2 separate regions of the Zea mays genome follow, and region 2 is linked to region 1. A link is a contact called in public Hi-C data. All regions are on one chromosome and are shown on one strand. Each heading gives the region's core, a stretch centred on a gene start, on an enhancer-like site or on the middle of the called end of the contact. The rest is flanking DNA. Distances are from core to core; before and after follow the strand shown.

Region 1 (4,592 bases), core at 390-2,889:
CAGTGTATGATTCTTTCAGTTGCTGGATATACTCGGATGGGAAATCAACCATTCCATTATGGGAGTTCAAAAATCTTTGTATGCAGATCTTTTTGTTGGAGGGTTCACAGTTTTTAGACATCTTCCTCTTTCTAATCCTTTCACCGCGTCTTATTTTACTCTCTTCTCCAAAAAAGTTACTGCTCTGTAAGACTTGCTCACTTCTTTTTCTTTTCGTAGGGTGGTCAATATCAATGCCTTGTTTATGACTTCTTATTATTTTCCCCATGTCTATATCCTATGTGATGGATGCATGGGTCCAAAAAGATAAAATGAAAATATACTGTTAGTAACCAATGAATTGTACAAAAAATATTATATGCAATGACTATACATTGAAATGCACACAACTAAATTAAAGCTATAGTTACATGCATAGTACAATTGAATGTTACAAATACTGCTTTTATTAGCCAGTGTTATGTCTTTATTTATACTAATGCTATTCACATACTATGGAGATTTAGACCATTGGAAATGCACTTTGTAATACTTAACTTGGTGTTCTAAAACATAAGATAGGTGTTCTGAAACATAAGATATGAAATTGCACTTGGTAATACTTAGTGTGGTGTTCTAAAACAGAAGAGAGGTGTTTTGAAATAGAAGAGAGGGTACATATTTGAGCATATGTAGAGCCCAGGTACCTCGCTCTACAACATCAAGGATTATCTTGTCATTCATAAGGTACGCCGCTCTACAACATCAAGGCTTATCTCGTCATTTAGATTATGTAGGCTATATGCAAATATTCGTTATACATTGGTTGGATTGCACCCAATATTCTACTTCTTGTTTAAATTTTTGATGCTTTCGTTCCAACCTTTATTTTTATACTTTCTCATAGTCTGTCATTGTTGATTGAAGGTCACTTTTAAGAGCTATTGTCATATTGATTTTCCTCATTATTTATCTTTTTTAGAGTTAAAGGCCCTTTCTTCAGTCTTTCACTATTAAGACACAATTTCATGTTGCAAAGATCTTCAATGGATGATATTGATGACGATATATAAGGGATATCACTCTTGAGCCACATAAGCTTGATGAAGAGATTGTTGAATCTAATCTTGAGCTTGAAGCAGACTTTGTACAATTTAAATATGATGATCGATCACAAAAGGTACTTCATTCTGTTGCCACAAACATGTTTAGCGACAAGGAGATGTGCTGCTAAGTCTGTTTTTACATGGAAGATGGGAAATGGACATAAACAGTGAACATGAAGAAGGGTGTGCTAGATGGAAAGGAAACCGGTCAAGCTGATTGAATAAGAAGAAGTCTCTTAACTACTATAAATCCATCCATGAAATGGAGAAGATTAATGCTAAGCCACTTCAAGAAAAAAGGTTGGGTCTAGTCGTTGTTGTCTCTATACTGGCAAAGGGAATGCGGAGATACATTTCGAGAAGAAAAAGGCAATGATATGGAGGTGTTTTGTCTTTCATTGATAAAAAATTAGAAATGAGCAGGTGATGAATGTCACATGAATATATTTAGCTATTTCAAATGGAAACCAACTTTGTTATTGTACTGGCTTTTGTTCATAATAAAAACACAGAAGGCAATGGAAAATCTACATGCAAATGTTTTGCTAAAGCTTTGATTCATACCTTTTTGTCTTTGATGATCCGGTTGTGACTATTCCTCTCCTTCCTTTTTTTTTACTTTTTTCTTCCTCAAGCTGGGTCTGGGTTAGCTATACGTCTCGGCAGTCACTTTCCTTTTTTTATATATGTGCGCTGTTGTGACTCTTCCTCTTCTTTTTCTATTTCTACTTTTTTTTCTTACCTTTATCTTTCCTATGTGGGTTCCACTCTGGCCGACATGTGCATGCACTTTCTTTTTTATATAGCTTTAGACCCTTTCAGCGTTTGCCACGTTTCAGTTTCTGGAGATTTCCAGAGGGGCCCTTGCTGTATGGATGTTATCTGACGGATGACATTGTATCAAAGGATAGATCAACGGTATATAAATATCATGGTGACGTGGATGCTCTCCCCAGCGGCGAAAGTGCGCTGCTTTCGTTTTAAAAGATAGGAATCGCCTCCGCCGGACTGGAGGTGACAACCGTCAAGTACTAAAGCAATGACAATATGGATAATACGTCTTCCCCTTTTTAAAGGGCTTGTTTAAGAGCAAGATTGATACAGACGATTGAGTGACTACTTACTATTCAAAATTGAATAGTAAATAATTCTAACACTCTTAATCTCCTACATTATCCTTACTAATAAACAACCCTTAAGTTTATTCTAACTAAACATTTCTAACTTTAACCATTAATTTTAAAATTGCATATAGTAGTTCGCAACACGTGAAATATTATTATGAAATTATTCTACACATTGAAATCTAAACTATTAACCTTATGTTGTTTATCTATACAATCTTATTAAAATAATAATGGTTCAGACAGAAAAGTTTGATATAAATAAAAGTAATAATATGCATATAAAAAACAGTGATAATTGAGTTACCCGTTCAACTGGTTCCTTTTGACAGCGACACATTATATATATACTAGTCGGTTGTTCGTGCGTTGTGACGGCTCAAAACAATACTCGCGTAAACTATTCATAAAAAGATTTCAAGATTTTTTATTGATTTTGTCTCCGCTCTCCGCATAATATTTTTTGATTTGACTAACTCATGTTATTGTTTACTCTATCCAATATATCTTGGTACAACACGGTCAATGAAGGGAGCAATTAGAAGAGAGTTCACAACGACTGAATAAACGAAAGAGATTATAGAATGACATAATTCCACCATACAGAGACCAAACAAGAGGAAGTTTGTGAGTTCAAGTTTCTAAAATAAGTCACATGAACTCAAACTTATAAAAAAAGATAGATCAAAATATGGAGTGGTTGCTAAACGGGATGCGCTCTATACAAATTATTGTACTTCGTAGCAATTACTAACATTTAAAACCAACAAATAACTTTTTGTTTTACTGTTAGTGTGACAAATCATTGTTGCTTTATCCAATTCAGCAACTTCAAACACCATGGAGTCCATTGCGCCAATGTGGTCTCAGAAACGACCTAATGCTTGTAAGAGCCAAGAACACAAGAGATGAGCACCCTGTGGTAGTGCCCGCATAGATCTTCAAATCCTAACACATATTTTACAGGATTCATGAGCCATCATCAGAATAACACAAACCATGTGCGGATAATAAATAAAGTATTAACACACCCAATTTATGTTCAGTCCTTAGCACAACAAAAAACTAACACCCAAAACAACAGAGGAACAACACAATAATTTTTGTAATGACAGAAGGATGGGTTACAGGTACATAAAAGCGGTAGAAGCATACCGAGTCAACACCGTGGTAAGGAAAAGGCCATGTAGACAGGCGATGCCAAGCCATTGAATAGGTACCATAGACAGCAAATTAGTGACCCTCATCCCTCGCCTCCCCCACTTCTAAGGTTTCGTAGAGCAGAAAGGGAAGGGAAGAGGCGAGCATACATGTTCATTGCCGGAGAAGGACACGACAAATACCTAGACATCTAGAGGCGACATAGGTAGTATACCGCTAGATACATATAGGGAGAGAGCAAGCAAGCGAAGAAAGAAGCCCAGCCGGAGCAGCTCCAAACCAAGAGGCACTCGCACCAGGCATCAGTCCGAGAAGGGCGAGAGAATGCGACTTTCGGTGTTTAATGTCCGACCGCACCCCCGGGGGTACCCTCGTGGTGCTTTCGGGTAGGACGGTGTCATAGATCGTAACTCGATGGTTCGTGTCGTGGGCACGAGGAAGAGAGAGTCGGGCGATTTTCTACAGGTTCGAGCCGCTTTGAAGGGCGTAATACCCTACTTCCTGGTGTGGCTTTATATGTATGGTGTGTTTACAAGTGGTGTCTCCTGAATGGAGAGATGCTAATGAGATGAAAATGATGGGGTTCCCCCTAGGCCTTATATACATGACCGTAGGGCACTCCCTGCGCACATGTTGATCACACTCTTCCAGCTTATCTCCTAGCTAATTGCGAACATACTTTGCTTATCCTGAGGAACACCCGGTGGCTCCGTTCCGAGCTATCCCTGGTGTGTGAGGACGTCGGGTGCGGGAAAAACGAACAGCTTCCACGGGATCATGCCTAATCCCACGAACGATCCGGACTTAAGCCATCGCCTTCTTGGGTCGACCCATTTCAACTGTAGTCTTTGCCCGTCCCACGATGCGGCGACCTTGCAGGGCAACTAGCTTGTGGCCTCGAGCAGGGTTTTCGCCTTCTAATGGACCCGGGGGATATATGTCCCCCACAGCGACTACCTTCCCAGCCCTGGACCCACCGAGGCGACACACCACCACCACCAACTCCGTAGCATATGCGATTGTTGCCGCTCTACGGGTCTTGGTTGTCCAATATCTTAGATCTGGACTCATCATCACCAAGATAACCTAAGCGTGGCAAGCGCCACCGTGTCCTCCTTGGTGGCACGCAACGAAGAAAGGCTAGGAGGACTTGCTCTGTACCTGTATCGACGAGCATCGGTCGGCTCGCAGTTGTGACCGTGGGTGGGGGCAGTAGGTTGGG
Region 2 (4,572 bases), core at 730-3,229, 540 kb after region 1:
ATTAGAGACCTCCTCTTGCCTGCACAGTATACACCAAGTCATGAAAAAGGTTAGAGTAAAATGATTGTTCTAAAACCATAGTGTCAAGCTATCAAGATTCACATCATTATAAGAAAAAAAACATGATTTACTATGCCGCATAGAACTGGAACTAGGCTAATATCCAAATCACCTCGAGCATTCATCAAAATTAGGAAATCTTTGAAGACTCGTATAAGCTGCAATGTCTCACTGATGTAGCCTACTTTAAAAGAGATTAGATACCTCCACTTGCCTGCATAGTATACACCATGTCATGAAAAAGGTTAGAATAAAATGATTGTCCTAATATCAAACCATCAAGATTCACATCATTATAATAAAAAATGGAATTTACTATGTTGCCTAGAACTGGAACTAAGCTGATATCCAAATTACCTCGAGCCTTCATCCCAATTAGGACGTCTTCCGGGAGTCAGATCATCTGAACATCACATAAGCTATAAATATCACAATAAACAAATTCATAGAACTAAAAACTGCAGCAGAGTGCACCTAGAGGATATTCATACTCCTAAAGATCATTAGAACAAATTCCAAGCGCGGAGCGTGTAACTTCTTACCTGCCAAGTGGAAGGGTCACCGGCTTGCTCTCGCCGCTGAATTGGTTCACACACATATGCACGGAATAACTGTTTTCATGGCGGCAAACGTAATTTCAAGAGAAAAGTTTGGAATGCTTAATCTGCTTTAAGCTCTATTTCGATAGCAATAAGCATAACTATTTGTTGTCATTTAGTTTGGCATAGATGTACAAAAAAATTTAAAAACATGGAGCAACATTCAATTGATCGTAGCAGCTTTGAGTATTTTTTTGTATATATTTCAAGTCAATTATCAGCAACTATGGTCTTCTTAGTTTGATTTTAATATCAAATGACGATTGTGGCTTTCAATACATAACCATGGACCAAAACTAACTACCTGATACCTCACCATGTCGCCTAAATTCCCTCCATACCTCACCTCATCGCTTGCAGAGCCGAGACCAGATAATACAGTTCACTTCAGGGAGAAAACAGAAACAAATAAACGCAGACAAGAGGGCGACCAATCTGGCGGAGCTGCTGGAGCTTGCTGCAGTGACCGCATGGTGAGGTAGACGGAACTGCCAGAACCTGCTGCTGTGACCACGCGGACAGGCGGGAGACCAAGACGCGTCGAGTGGTGACGCGGTTCTGAGCCTGCAGTTCAGGGCAGCTGGAGGAGAGCCAGCGCTCCGCTACAAGAGACAGCGCGTGCAGGCGGAGGATGGTCGACGCGGGCATAGCAGCGGCGTTTGTGGGGGAGAGGATGGGATTCCTGGCGACGGCAACGACAAGGGGGAAGAGGATGGCACTGGGGCTCTAGCAGTTGCTGTTACTCATCATTGTCGACACCGACGACAAAAAATAAAAGGAAAAAAAAAGCTTTGGATGGTTAGGTCATTGCCTTGTTGCTGGATTGTCCTCGACGACCTGGCCGAACGGCGGCAGGAACGGTGACGGTGCCCCCCTCCTGGTATCCCCAGCAGCTAGCACGCTGATGGCTTGGAACTGCCCATGGGCGACGCCGGTGGGAGGCCCTGAGCGTTGGGGTGACCTGTCGAGCCGGCGCCGGGGGGAGAGGGTTGGGCGGTGACCTACCGAGCTGACGGCGGGGGTTGAAGCTACGTGTGGTGGGGCGTGCGTGCGACGAAGCTGACCTCCGCGCGGGGTGGGGGTGACCTACTGAACCGGCGCGGCGGCGCCTGAGGCAAAGCTACGCGCGCGCGGCTCCTGGAAGCTTCGCGGCACAGCGCGAGAAGGCTGCCTGGGAGGTATTGTGTGGAACCGTTGATACGTAATCGGACGACTAGATGTTTTTCTGATAACGTGGATGGGCTATCAGGCCACGTTTCCTTGCTGCTTTAATAATAAGGAAATACCTACCCGCTTCTCTTCACCGCCCTACCTGTAGTTTTGCTTTTGTCCCCTCGTCCTTTGTCGCTGGCTCGCTGTCCTCCGGGACAAAACAGCCAAGGCGCAAGCGGTAATCTTCCGTTGTGTGGGCGTGCTCTGCTGCAGACAGTGGTGACGCCGTCTCTCTCCGAGAAGAAGGGCGCGAGGGAAAGGATGGAGGCGACGGTCGACCTCAAGTACGAGCCGCTGTTCCCGAACGGCGGCGTGTCATCGGCGACCAAGAAGACGAGGCTCAGGGTGGCGGCCGGCGGAGAGACGTGGGTGTACCGCGAGTGCCTCAAGAACCACGCGGCGAGCCTGGGAGGTCACGCCCTGGACGGGTGCGGCGAATTCATGCCGTCGCCGGAGGCCGACCGGGCGGACCCGAGTTCGCTCAGGTGCGCCGCGTGCGGATGCCACCGCAACTTCCACCGCCGGCTCGTCGAGCTGCCACTGCCACCGCCTCTCCTCGCCTTGCCGCCACCACTGGCGCCGGCGCCGGCTGTCGCGTCGCACGTAATGCGTGACAGCCGCCGCACGATGCGCGGCGAGGAGGCGCGCCTGCCGGCCGCATTCGACGACGAGGCGGAGGAGTCGGACGCGAGCTCGGATTTCTACGAGGACCGCCCGCTGTCGCCGATGCCGGCGCAGGCGGCAATTGTGTCGCCCGGCTACCGCCAGGCCACGACGCACACGCTCCTCGCGCTGATCATCGGCGCGCCGAGCCCCCAAACCCCCGCAGCGGCGCCGCGGCCGCCCCCGCCCACCTCCGTGGGCCCGATGCCGGCGCCCGCGACTGCTCCCGGTGCCGCCGCCGCCGCGGCGGCGGCGGCGAGGAAGCGGTCCCGCACGAAGTTCAGCCCGGAGCAGAAGCAGAGGATGCAGGCTCTGTCGTCGCGACTGGGTTGGCGGCTGCAGAAGTGCGACGAGGCGGCGGTGGACCAGTGCTGCCAGGAGATCGGCGTCAGCAAGGGCGTCTTCAAGGTCTGGATGCACAACAACAAGCACAACTTCGTGGGCGGCCACAGCGCGCGCCGCAGCGCCTCAGCCTCAGCCTCTGCTGCCGCGGCCAACCCGGCCATGCAGCAAAGGTCCGACGCCGCCGCTGTCTACCCTTCCTCCCACGGCGATGGCGCCCCAGCAGCAGCCGTCGTTGCCCACCCATCCGCTCCACCGCCCGTGCCTGTCCACTCTAACTTCAACATCGAAGGCACCGCCGCCGATGACTTCCGCGTCCAACCGTCGACGGCGAGTGGCGGCTCGCCGCAGTCCTAGTCAAGTTAGTGCTAATCAGTCATGGTTATTTGTAGCCTCGTGTCTAATTAACCAACCCTAATGGAGTCCTAGCAATGTTGGATGCATGGGACTATGGGGGAGTTCTAGTGAAGCCTGCTGGTCTTTGTTAATGGTGGAGCCCAAAGAAGGATCTTAGAAATGTGGGCTTTTAGGATCTGATGATGTAATGAACTAATGATCCAGGATTAGTGCTTATGAGTACAGTAGCAGCGAGTGGTACTACGTACTAGTAGACTGTTAGAGTAACTCCAATAGTCTAATTATAGTCTTAGATAAATTTAGAGTTAGAGTTCTATGAGGATTTAAAAAATAGATAACTTCTTAAACGATGGGATAAACCAACAAACTCTCTAAATCTTCTTTATCCATGTTCAAATCACCTTACAACCGGTCGTTACCGCGCGACCTTAAGACTGATCGTCTGTCGTCGTGTAGGCCGAGCCACACAGGTTGCCTCCACTGCTTCTCATGGCCTAACCTTCTCATTGAAAACGAAATCTTTCTCATCTACGTAAACGATCAGGTGAGGGAAGGGAGGGAGTGCGATCCGGCCGACCCGATGGAAGCCACACTCCCTCTTCTATGTCCACTGCACGGCTAGTACCAACTGGTGGCTGGATGGTTGTGATCTCAACTGCCTGCGGGCCCACACGTGGCTTCCTAACACACATAGGGAGGATAATAGGGCGTGGAAGCGGCATGAGGACGACGAGTTCCACATAGCGCGAGACTGAAACGGGGCGTGAGGGAGGGAAGGCCCGCGACACGTAGGATAAAAACGAGACGGATACAGACAGATACAGGGTTATCTCGTATTTTACTTTAACGTATTTCTCTCGGATACGTGATCTGACACGGGTAGTTAAGATTCGAGACGGATATAAGACGAGACCGGGTAATAATACGAGTGGGTAAGAAACGGATAACGCATACTACACGGGTAGGTACCGGATAATTGTCGGGTAGTTTGTCCCGATGATATTAATTGTACAACCATCTAACAAATACATAAATTAAGTAATACATAATCATGTATATGATAGATCAAATGTAGGAAAAAGAAACCGATAAAATTGACATCATGCAGTTCAAAGTTACTAATCACGAGGACATTGTAGAACCAACACCACAATATTAAAAATTCAAAAAATATTCTAGTTTCACTCAAAAATTGCAAATAAGTTACAAAAACTAATAAGCATTTTATACGAAGATAACTCAAGTCCTCGTATGAAAACGATAAAGTAAAGTATTGATTATGTTGAAACTTGGATACTTACAGTGATTTCACATGTAACTCATACAATTAAATGAAAGT

The links. Hi-C and Micro-C count contacts between places; a contact is called where the count stands out from the background.
Region 2: a Hi-C map of tassel shows a contact between it and region 1, with 2.7 times the contacts expected there. The contact joins the promoter of LOC103653493 here to the promoter of LOC103653486 in region 1. A contact is called at or near these places in 2 of 25 Hi-C or Micro-C datasets (ear and tassel).

Annotation. Positions count from the first base shown.
Region 1 is chr4:88,185,988-88,190,579 of Zm-B73-REFERENCE-NAM-5.0, forward strand. It overlaps LOC103653486, which reads right to left and starts at 1,640. Exons shown (of 2, transcript XM_008680376.3): 1 at 963-1,640; 2 at 1-727. The coding sequence starts at 1,075. The coding sequence ends at 616. It overlaps LOC103653487 (replication protein A 70 kDa DNA-binding subunit A), which reads right to left and starts at 1,856. Exons shown (of 9, transcript XM_035967298.1): 1 at 1,650-1,856.
Region 2 is chr4:88,729,786-88,734,357 of Zm-B73-REFERENCE-NAM-5.0, forward strand. LOC103653493 (zinc-finger homeodomain protein 10) reads left to right here and starts at 1,980. Exons shown (of 1, transcript XM_008680387.3): 1 at 1,980-3,470. The coding sequence starts at 2,133. The coding sequence ends at 3,233.